Linked DNA regions of Mus musculus: region 1 is linked to region 2. The links are chromatin contacts, called in public Hi-C maps. All regions are on one chromosome and are shown on one strand. The core of a region is the stretch at or near the end of the contact, and the rest is flanking DNA. Distances in the headings are between cores, read along the strand shown. Region 1 holds the start of Ftsj1 (FtsJ RNA methyltransferase homolog 1 (E. coli)). Region 2 holds the start of Hdac6 (histone deacetylase 6).

Evidence for each region. A called contact is a pair of places that touch in the nucleus more often than the background predicts.
Region 1: a contact with region 2 is called in a Hi-C map of uterus, with 5 times the contacts expected there. The contact joins the promoter of Ftsj1 here to the promoter of Hdac6 in region 2. A contact is called at or near these places in 4 of 39 promoter capture datasets (3T3-L1-derived adipocytes, the SN4741 cell line and liver), 2 of 484 Hi-C or Micro-C datasets (memory CD8 T cells and uterus) and 3 of 9 other capture datasets (adipose tissue, liver and pancreatic islet).

Annotation. Positions count from the first base shown.
Region 1 is chrX:8,250,628-8,255,154 of GRCm38.p6, forward strand. It overlaps Ftsj1 (FtsJ RNA methyltransferase homolog 1 (E. coli)), which reads right to left and starts at 1,779. Exons shown (of 13, transcript NM_001290430.1): 1 at 1,545-1,779; 2 at 253-410; 3 at 1-11. The coding sequence starts at 373.
Region 2 is chrX:7,945,200-7,950,222 of GRCm38.p6, forward strand. Hdac6 (histone deacetylase 6) reads right to left here and starts at 2,690. Exons shown (of 29, transcript NM_001130416.1): 1 at 2,451-2,690; 2 at 1,926-2,045; 3 at 1,704-1,832; 4 at 1,464-1,552. The coding sequence starts at 2,015. Gm39488 (a long non-coding RNA gene) reads left to right here and starts at 2,946. Exons shown (of 4, transcript XR_878039.3): 1 at 2,946-3,408. It also overlaps the pseudogene Psmb6-ps.

The sequences.
Region 1 (4,527 bases), core at 529-3,028, 300 kb after region 2:
TCGCTTCACACCTGTGCACACACAGTGAAGACATACTGCTCAGCTGCATGACCAGAAGATGCGGCAAAAGTCACCTCTGTCCTGTGGAGAACCTATGTCTACCCACTGCCCCTGTGCCCTCCTCCTCCTCCTCTTTTGTGGTCTATCTCCTTCCCCGTCTCCGTGCTCCAAGTCAGCCCAGCTACTACAGTGAGTTCTTCAGAAGCAGCCTGCTCTTCCACTCCCAGGTCACTTAGCCCCCAGATTAGGCACCTTTGAAGAGTTGGAATTCCTCATCCAGTTGCAGGAGCTTGAAAGCGCTTCGGGCCCGCCAGCCATTCTCCTTGGCCAGGCGGTAGTAGACATCCCGTTTATCCTTAGATGTCCGTCCCATCTCAGTCTGCTGGCAGACAGTGTGTGCTGATGCTGTCCTGCGCAGGTCAAAGAAAACAAAGTACAGCTAACTGAGTTCATGGGTCCCACACGACAGTCAGCTCATTCAACACATGGAACCCGAAGCCCAGGACCTTATCATGAACTCTCAGGCCCTTTTTCTGATCACATTTAGGTCCCCATCTCTGAGGGACATCACAGACTCCACAGTTAACTGACAGAGGACCCACTACTGACTCTGCTCTCTTCCAACTACTGTCACGGACACACTACACAAGTAATCTCTCTCGCAACCATTTTCTCTGCCCATTTCATCTCTATCAACACCTGACCGTCTCTAGTTATTTCCATTATCTTTAGAGTCACAGAACCCTACTACTCCCTCCATTAAGTCCTTGCTTTTCACACCTATTACCCGACACAACCTCATTCCATCTCCCATAGCCTAATCTCTCTCTCTCTCTCTCCACTCTGCAGTCCACCAATTCCATCATAGATTAAGCTTCCAGTCATTAGTTACTACCACCTTAATCCCCACTAATGCCTGGAGGACCATGACCTGTTAGGGCTCCATTACACCAATTTACCAGCTCCATTAACTCAGCCCTCCAACCAACCTCTCAAAGATCACACGAGTGGCCTTTGGGATCCTTTGCATCAATACAAAGATTACCTCTGTCACTCATATAGCTTCTATTTTGTCTTTCGTCACTGACCCCATTAGTTTAGCACTCTGCCTACGCACCTGTTATTCTCTCCAGAACCTCACCAATACGATTACTATGTAAACTGCCAAATAGCCACCACTTTTATTATTAGCCTTCATTAATTTTCCAGCAGACACAGCACCACGAGTGTAATACCTTCAAGACCCATCTTTTAGTAACATCCCTAAGACCATCTGCAGAGCCTCAAAGACCATCAGCCCATCAGAACCGCCAAATACCCTTCAAGTCGGCCCAGCAGATAGCAGATCAGTTGTGTAGCTCTATGCTGCACCCCGTTCGAGTTCACCTAACAATCTAGTTCCCTGCTCTAGGCAAGCTTCTCGGGGCTTGACTGAACTATGCAGCTGCAGTACCGAGAGTGAATCCCCTCATCCCGAGTTGGAGACAGGGCAGGCATGCCTCCAGTCTCGGTCCCTTTCAAGTCATCAGTGCCCTAGGACCTACCTCAGCTCTTGGATACAGAGCGTGGCTGTTCACCAGCCTCGAGAACAGTTTGCAAACTGAAAATTACAGACTCCAGTTGGTGTTCGGAGTGGACCCGAAGGCCTGTCGTACACGCCTAGAGGTTGTCGCCACGCGGTAAAGTTTGCTTTGTAAAACAGTTCAGTTCCACGGAGATCCAGACCGGAGCACAACGTATGACGTTAGTCTCGTCATCTTGTGTCGACATATCCCGGTCACAGGAACTTCAGTTCCCAGAATGCAACTGACATCGTCTGGCCAATAGTTTTGCAAGGCTTGTGAACCGGCTCTTTGTTCTTTGTTTCAAGGCCAGGGTCCTATAGCTGCGATCCGGAGCAAGATCCTGAGTTCTCGGCTAGTCTGGCTACACGGAGAGACCTTGACGTGGGAAACTTCCACCCCTCCCCCATCGCCCGCTCACTCAGACAAGATAACTTACTTGGCCGCCTTTTCCCTTTTACATCGGGACGGTTATTTAACCTATGTACTACATTTCCCAAAATTCAGCGGGCACGACCACGCCCATTTTTCTTTAAGTCTGGAGGGAAAGGAAATTACGCAAAGGGGGTGGAGCGTGACCACGCGAAGTGAAAAGTCTGTTGCGAAAGCAAGCTAACCTGGAGGCTACGGCGAGCAATTTTGAATTTTACTACCGGGAAGCTACCGCATACGATTTGCAATTTTGAATCCTACTTCTACCGGTTGACTGAAGTGCTTTCAATTTTGCCACCTTAGAACTTTAGTTTCCTCATCTGAAAAGAAGGGATAATCACCTATCTAGAATTCACGGTGTTAATCGGATGCACATCCTTTTCTAATTGTATATTTTCCAAATACTTTTTAATACATTTTAACCACCACCACTGCCCTCACCGCCTCCACCCGCACCACTGAAAAGCATGTCTACGGATTTGCGAGACGCACTGAGTAGAGGCTCTTGCCGCCAAATCTGACCACCCAAGTTCGATTCCCCATACACAAGGTCATGGATGGAAGAAGACTGATTCCTGCAAGTTGTCCTTTGATCCCCAACATGCGCACTTGTCACGCGCCCCCTCCCCCAAATAAATAAATAAATAAATAAATAAATAAATAAATAAACGGACGAACGAACGAATGAATAAATACATGTATGAATGAATAAAAGTTTTGTATTTTTTGTTTTTCCTTTTTCCTTCCTTCTCTCTCTTTCTTTCTTTCTTTCTTTCTTTCTTTCTTTCTTTCTTTCTTTCTTCCTTTCTTCCTTTCTTCCTTTCTTCCTTTCTTCCTTTCTTCCTTCCTTCCTTCCTTCCTTCCTTCCTTCCTTCCTTCCTTTCTTTCTTTCTTTTTGTTTTTTGTTTTTTGTTTTTTCGAGACAGGGTTTCTCTGTATAGCCCTGGCTGTCCTGGAACTCACTCTGTAGATCAGGCTGGCTTCGAACTCAGAGATCTGCCTGTCTTTGCCTCCCAAGTGCTGGGATTAAAGGCGTGCACCACCACTGCCCGGCGAATAAAAGTTTAAAGCATATATGCATGTATGAATATGTATATGTTCTTTAAAAATTCATTTTCTGAAGTGCTGAATTCAAATCCCAACAACCACTGAGCCATCTCTCCAGCCCCTATGTATGTGTTCTTGTGTGTGTGCTCATGTCATGACCTAGTGCATGAAACACAATAATTGAAAGTATTTACTGTGTATTAGGCACTATTCTAGTGCTCTCAGCAATGCGCTGGTAAATGGTTAACTGGCTTCTGGCAGGGTAGGGGATTGGGCCTGTTTGTAGCATTTGTTAGTTTCCATGGTTTACATATTATCTATCATCTGGTCAGATTTTAAGTCACCCATGTGTAGTCTAAACACAGGTGCAGCAGGACATCATTATGTATTAATTCGACCATACAAAAAGAGAAATGGCTTCAAGAACATAGGAAATGAATGCGATATAGTCAGATAACTGGGAAGTGATACATTTTGAGTATCTATTATGCATAAAAATCCTATCCACTTAATCGTTAAGTTCACAGTATTATTTTTCTTTCTCTTCCTCTCCCCATGGTTTCAACATAGGTCAAGCTGATCTCCAACCCACAAACCACTCCCCACCTGCCAAGTGCTGAGGTTTCAGCTTTTCCCACCCTAGTGTTCTGAATTTCTTATTTTATTTCTTTGAGACAGGTTCTCAGAGAGTTACTATGTAGCTCTGGGTGTCCTAGAACTCATTATGTAGTCCAGGCTAGCTTCAAATTCGCAGAGATCTGTTTGCCTCTGCCTTCTTAATGCTGAGATTAATCAGCATTTCATTTTAAAGATCAATTTAATTTTATATGTATGAGTGTTCTTTTTCTACATGTATATGCAGAAAACATGCACGTCTGCAGCTTAAGGAGTTCAGGAGGTGTCAGACCCTGGAATTGGAGTCAGGATGATGGTAAGCTATCATGTCAGTGCTGGGAACTGAAACTGGGTTTTCTTCAAGGGCAACAAGGACTTTTGACCACAGAGCCAACTCTTCAGCCCTAGCGTTTCAATATTAACAATAGTTATTTAACAGTCAGTTTACAAAATTCTCAAAATTGAACAAGCTTACTTGTGAAAACCTATATATGTTGTTTCCAGTGTACTGCTGAATTCTTAAAATGTTATTTTTAGGAGCTGGAGAGATGGCTCAATAGTTAAAATGCTCTTAATTCCCAGCAACCACATATGGGTGGCTCACAACCATCTGTAAAGGGATCTGATGCCCTCTTCTGGTGTGTCTGAAGATAGCAACAGTGTACTCACATACATAAAATAAATAAGTAATTCTTTAAAAAAGTTATTTTTAGATTTTATTTTGTTTTGTGTGTGTGCGTGTTTTTGCCTTCATATCTGTATGGGAATCAAAGGCATTCCTGGTGCCTTTTGAGGCCAGAAGAGGGCATTGGATCTCCTGGAACTGAAGAAAAATAGTAAATATTTTATATATTGTGTATCATGTATAAAA
Region 2 (5,023 bases), core at 1,440-3,939:
CCTATTCTGACTCTGTCTTTCTTACCACACCCCTCCTCTTTCACCTTGTTTCCCTGCAATGTGTTCCTTGCTCTTCAACGAAACCACATTGTCTTCAGCTAGGCCTGAGGACTTCAACGGTCTCTCACGCCTGGAAGTCTTTTCAGTGATGACTCACGGCTCAGTCCTTTAGCCTCCTCCAACCCTCTGTATCTTTGCTCAAATGTTAGCAATACCCCCTAGCTATTGTATTCCAAAGGGAAGCACCCCTTCCAGTCAAACCTCACTCTCCCTCCCACCTGAGCTCCTCCACTCTAACACTGGAGAGGTCACCTCTTGGTTACTTTTGAAGGCAGCTTTGTTTACGGCTATAGCCTCAACAAATGTACCATAAAGAAAGCCTCTTGACATCATGAGTTAGTTTTAGGTCGGGATGGGGGAAGACGGCTACTATATTTGCAAATATCAGTGTAATGATTAACAGACAATGGCAGAGGCTAGTAAAATAGCTAAGAACAGATGTGAGAGAGGTAGTGGCCAGTCAAAGGCTTCTGTGAGTCTCCATAGTTGTGAAAGTTCAAAGAGGAATCAGTCAAGGGTAAAGACCCAAGGCGAGAGGGTGACTGGCACACTGAAAGACGAGAAGGTGGCCAGCGTGCGTTAAGTGACCTGGAGCTCGTGAGGAGAGGCCTGGCTGAACAGGTCACAAAGGCCAAATCCTGTGCAACCTTAGAGGCCAGTCTAAAGAATGCCGACTTTACCTTAAGAGCAAAGTTCTGGCCTTGAAGTATTTTAAGAAAGGAAGGAAACGTCATCTCAAATGTATTTTTTAGGCTTTAATGCGAAGGCTGGAAGCAGGGGACCAGGGGGAAGAAGTCAGATAGCGAATCTATTTTAAAGATAGGGCCAAAAAGAATAAACAGATTTCTTTAAGAAGTAGAGCGCAAATAAGAGGTTTTTTCAGCATACATGTCTCCTTCTCAAGGACGGCTCCTGCTAGTTAGGCGAGGACCCTCTAACAATCTAACGTCTAGCCAAGTGTAGTGGCTCGTTTGGGAAATCTGAGCACTCGAGAGGCTAAGACAGGAGGCTTATCAAAGGTTTGAGGCTGACATAGACTACATAGTGAGTTCCAGGCTGCCTAGGCTACAGAGACCTGGAGTGCCCAGTCATTTGGTCTTCATTGAACAGTTTATACCGCTGTTGGGGGTTTAATGATCTCCCTGCACACTCACCGGCCAGCGGAGAAGGGACTTTTCTATTGCTCACATCTATCACTAAGTCTCGGCACACAGGAGACTCTTGATAACTGTTTATTGGCTTAACAGAGAAATCTTTCAAGAATGATCCCCATCTCCCTAAATCACCTGCTTCCAGACTACAGGCTAGAAGCAGCAAAAATTCACTCTTGTTTGTGAGAAGAAAGGGGCACTTGTGGAAATGTTCTAGTTTGGGGATCATTTGGAGGTGCCAGCCTCACCCACCTGTCATCCCAAAGGCAATGGAAGTCATTTAGTTGTTCATCAAACACCAATCCAGTACCAACTGGCACTCTTGTCTCAGGGTTCAGATCCTGCAGGGGCAAAGAAAAGAAACCCAGATTCACTCTGGACTACAATCAGAGAAAACACTTCATACCATCGGTCCTGGATGGGGGGGGGGAGGGGGGGGAATCACTGTTTTGTTTGGTAAAGAAGGCCAAGTTGCAGCCAGGTCTCTCTCACCAGCCCTTGAAGCCCCACAACTAGGTCCTCTTCAGCTGGTTGGCTCAGCTTCTTCATTTTGCCTTTCTTCTTTACCTCCGCTAGATTGGGGCTGGAGTGGGGTACAGCACACTTCTTTCCACCACGCTTCTGCCAATCAGACAGAAAAATCAGAGTCTGGACATGGCTGGCTGGCTTCACCCTCCACCCCCCCCCCCCATCAGGGCAGGTCTGGGGCCTCACCAAGGTGGCGCTGGATTCCTGAAGGGGTGACTGGGGATTGTGCCTACTCTTTCGCTGTCTAGTAGAAGAATCTTGGCCGGTGGAGGTCATGGCTGAAGAGCCTCAGCTCCTGGAAAGGCTCTAGCAAAGGTGTAGTTGGTGAGGCAGCTGGAGTGTCCAGAGGACCCCACATCCCTGTCCCTTCCTCGGCCCCGCCCCCTAGTCTAGATCGCAGCCTTCACCGGGTCCATTCCCGAGCCTTCTAAACCGCCCCCACCCCCCAGGCCATCTTCTGCTAGAGGAAACCTGGTCCTGTCCGGTCCCCCTGGACCTCGCTGCTTTTATCCGATTCTCTTTCCTCATTTTGCCTATTCACTAAACGAGGTAACCCCAGGCTCAATCAGGCTCTTCTTAGGCCTGCCCTACCCAATCACCGCCCCCCCCCCATCCACTTCCCACATCCTTTCATACCTCTAATCTGCGCCCGGAACGCTTGGCTTCTGCAACCTGCCCGCTTCAGCCTATTTCCCCAGAAAAATCACCCACCTTTCTAGTCCGCCAGACCGGGCTGCCGCGGCCTCGGCAGCACCTTTAAAGACTCACTCAACTCCACCTCCTGCAGGGCCGAACCAGCGCCTTCCACTCGCGCAGATCTCGCCCCGAGCTTTCCCCGTGCCCCGCTGCTCCGAGGACTGCCCCTTTCGATCAGAATCCTTCAGACCCCACCCCCTTCCCAGACGCCTACCGTTTAACCAGGCTCCCTCAGCCCCTTCCAAGCCTCCGCCCATCTCCCGCCCAGCCACCGACGCTGGCCAATCCTTCCGTCCCTACTCACTGAGCTCTGCCTCCTTTTCAAACTCCGCCCTAGGCTCACGCCGCCAAATTCCCGGCGACCTGTGTGGCCCCGGGCACCTGATCCCTTCTTTTCCATTGGGCTGAGCTTTTTCATTTGCCCGCCCACGTCCAGCCCCCAACATGGATTCAGTCCGCCCACAACGCTTCAGGCGCAAACCACACCTCTCGCGAGCTTGGCCATGGAAACTGATCATACTGCGCCTGCGTGGGGTGCTACTCCCTAGTTCGAGACCCGGATCTGCCCCTAGCGCTACCACCCCTCCCCACACACACGCACGCACACCCCACCCCCGCATTCGCCGCTGCGGTCGTTCTGACTGGCTATGGCTGCCAGTCTCAAGTCCAGGCTAGTCATCCTAGGAGACCTACGGATCCACATCAGTTGTGTTGTGCAGTGATTCGAGAACAAATCAAAGAAGCTAGATTCCCGAGCTGCTTTTGGCGTTGACGTAACTCGCGCCTGCGGGTGACTAGTTGGAGATAAACGCTAATAATAGACTTTGGCTGGTGGCAGCCAAAATGAGCGTGATAGTAAATGCTGATAAGTTTCTGAGCTGGTGGCCACTGCGATGGTATTCAAGAAGCATCCCCAAATGTTAGCTATTAATGTTCTGCAGCGGAAATGGGGACTGGAAGGAGTCTCTACGAGGTGAGGCAGGGGTGGGGCTGCTCACTATGTCAGAAAGCCCGACTTTCGTGAGGTAGTTTGCATTGTAAAGCTGCTCTGTAGACTACACACACGGGGACTTAGATTTAGATCTTGGACAGGTCACAGTTCTGTCCTGTTTCCTTACCTGGAAAATTGAGATGCTAGTACCAAGGCCAGAATGGACTTTCGAAGGACAGTGTCTCCTGAATGGGAGCTCAGCCTACCTGTCCCCCTCCACCGAGTCATCAAACTTACAGCATGTGGTGGACCGAGGAAGGAAAATTGTCCCTGTGACTCTTTGAGATGGCCATCCCTTCTAAGTATAAATCCCACAGGTGGCCGAGTTGTCCTGATCTCCCCATGTCAAGGACATCGTTTCCTAAGGACCTGTTGGCAGAGACCAGAAAGAATCCATCTGGAGTTCTGCATCACTGACTAGCAAATAGATTGACAGTTCCATACTCCAGCAGCCAGACCCTCTGAACCTCTTGCAAATGCCAGTTTCAGTCCTCCATGTTCTCAGCACAGAACATGTTCTCAGCACGGGCTATCTAAATCTACACACACTAAAGAAAATAATAATAATACCTAAAAACATTCTAGGATGGTGATGCCCGCCAGCCGAACAATAGAGACGGTTCCTGCACAACGGGGCTCAGTAAACCTTATAAAAGCTAAGATTGCAAATAGCTTAGGCTTTGCATCCACATCTAATCTTTATGATACACTTCCTTTCTTTTAAAAATGACCTTGCTTTCATGTCCAGGCTGCTTAGAACTTCTGGCCTCAAGGGATCTTCATGTCTCAGCTTTCTGAGCAGCTGGGCAACACTGTGCCCAGTTAATCTTTCTTAAACAAACAAACAAAACAGCAACAGTCATTTGGGTTTTTTGTTTGTTTTGGTTTTTCTTTTTGGATTTTCGAGACAGGGTTTCTCTGTGTAGCCCTGGCTGTCCTGGAACTCACTCTGTAGACCAGGCTGGCCTTGAACTCAGAAATCCACCTGCCTCTGCCTCCCGAGTGCTGGGATTAAAGGAATGTGCCAGCACTGCCCAGCTTAATAACCATTTGGTTTTTTTGTTTGTTTGGTTGGTTGGTTTTTTTTTTTTTTTTTTTTTTTTTTTTTTTTTTTTTGAGACAGGGTTTCTTTGTATATCCCTGGCTGTCCTGGAACTCACTTTATAGACCAGGCTGGCCTCGAACTCAGAAATTCACCTGCCTCTGCCTCTCAAGTGCTGGGATTAAAGGAATGTGCCAGCACTGCCCAGCTTAACAACCATTTGGGGTTTTTTGTTTGTTTGTTTGGTATTTTTTGTTGTTTGTTTGTTTGTTTTTGAGACAGGGTTTTTCTGTATATCCCTGGCTGTCCTGGAACTCACTTTGTAGACCAGGCTGGCCTCGAACTCAGAAATCTGCCTGCCTCTCCCTCCCAAGTGCTGGGGTTAAAGGCATGCGCCACCACCACCCAGCCAACCATTTGTTTTAAAAATTATATTTGTTTACTTATTTTTTTCTTTAACACTGTTTATTAGCTTTTGCATCTAGGCTTCAGGGAGGTGACAAAGTGGCAGTGGTAAACTTGGGGATCTGGTCTCCTCAAAGCACCTGCCGCTCT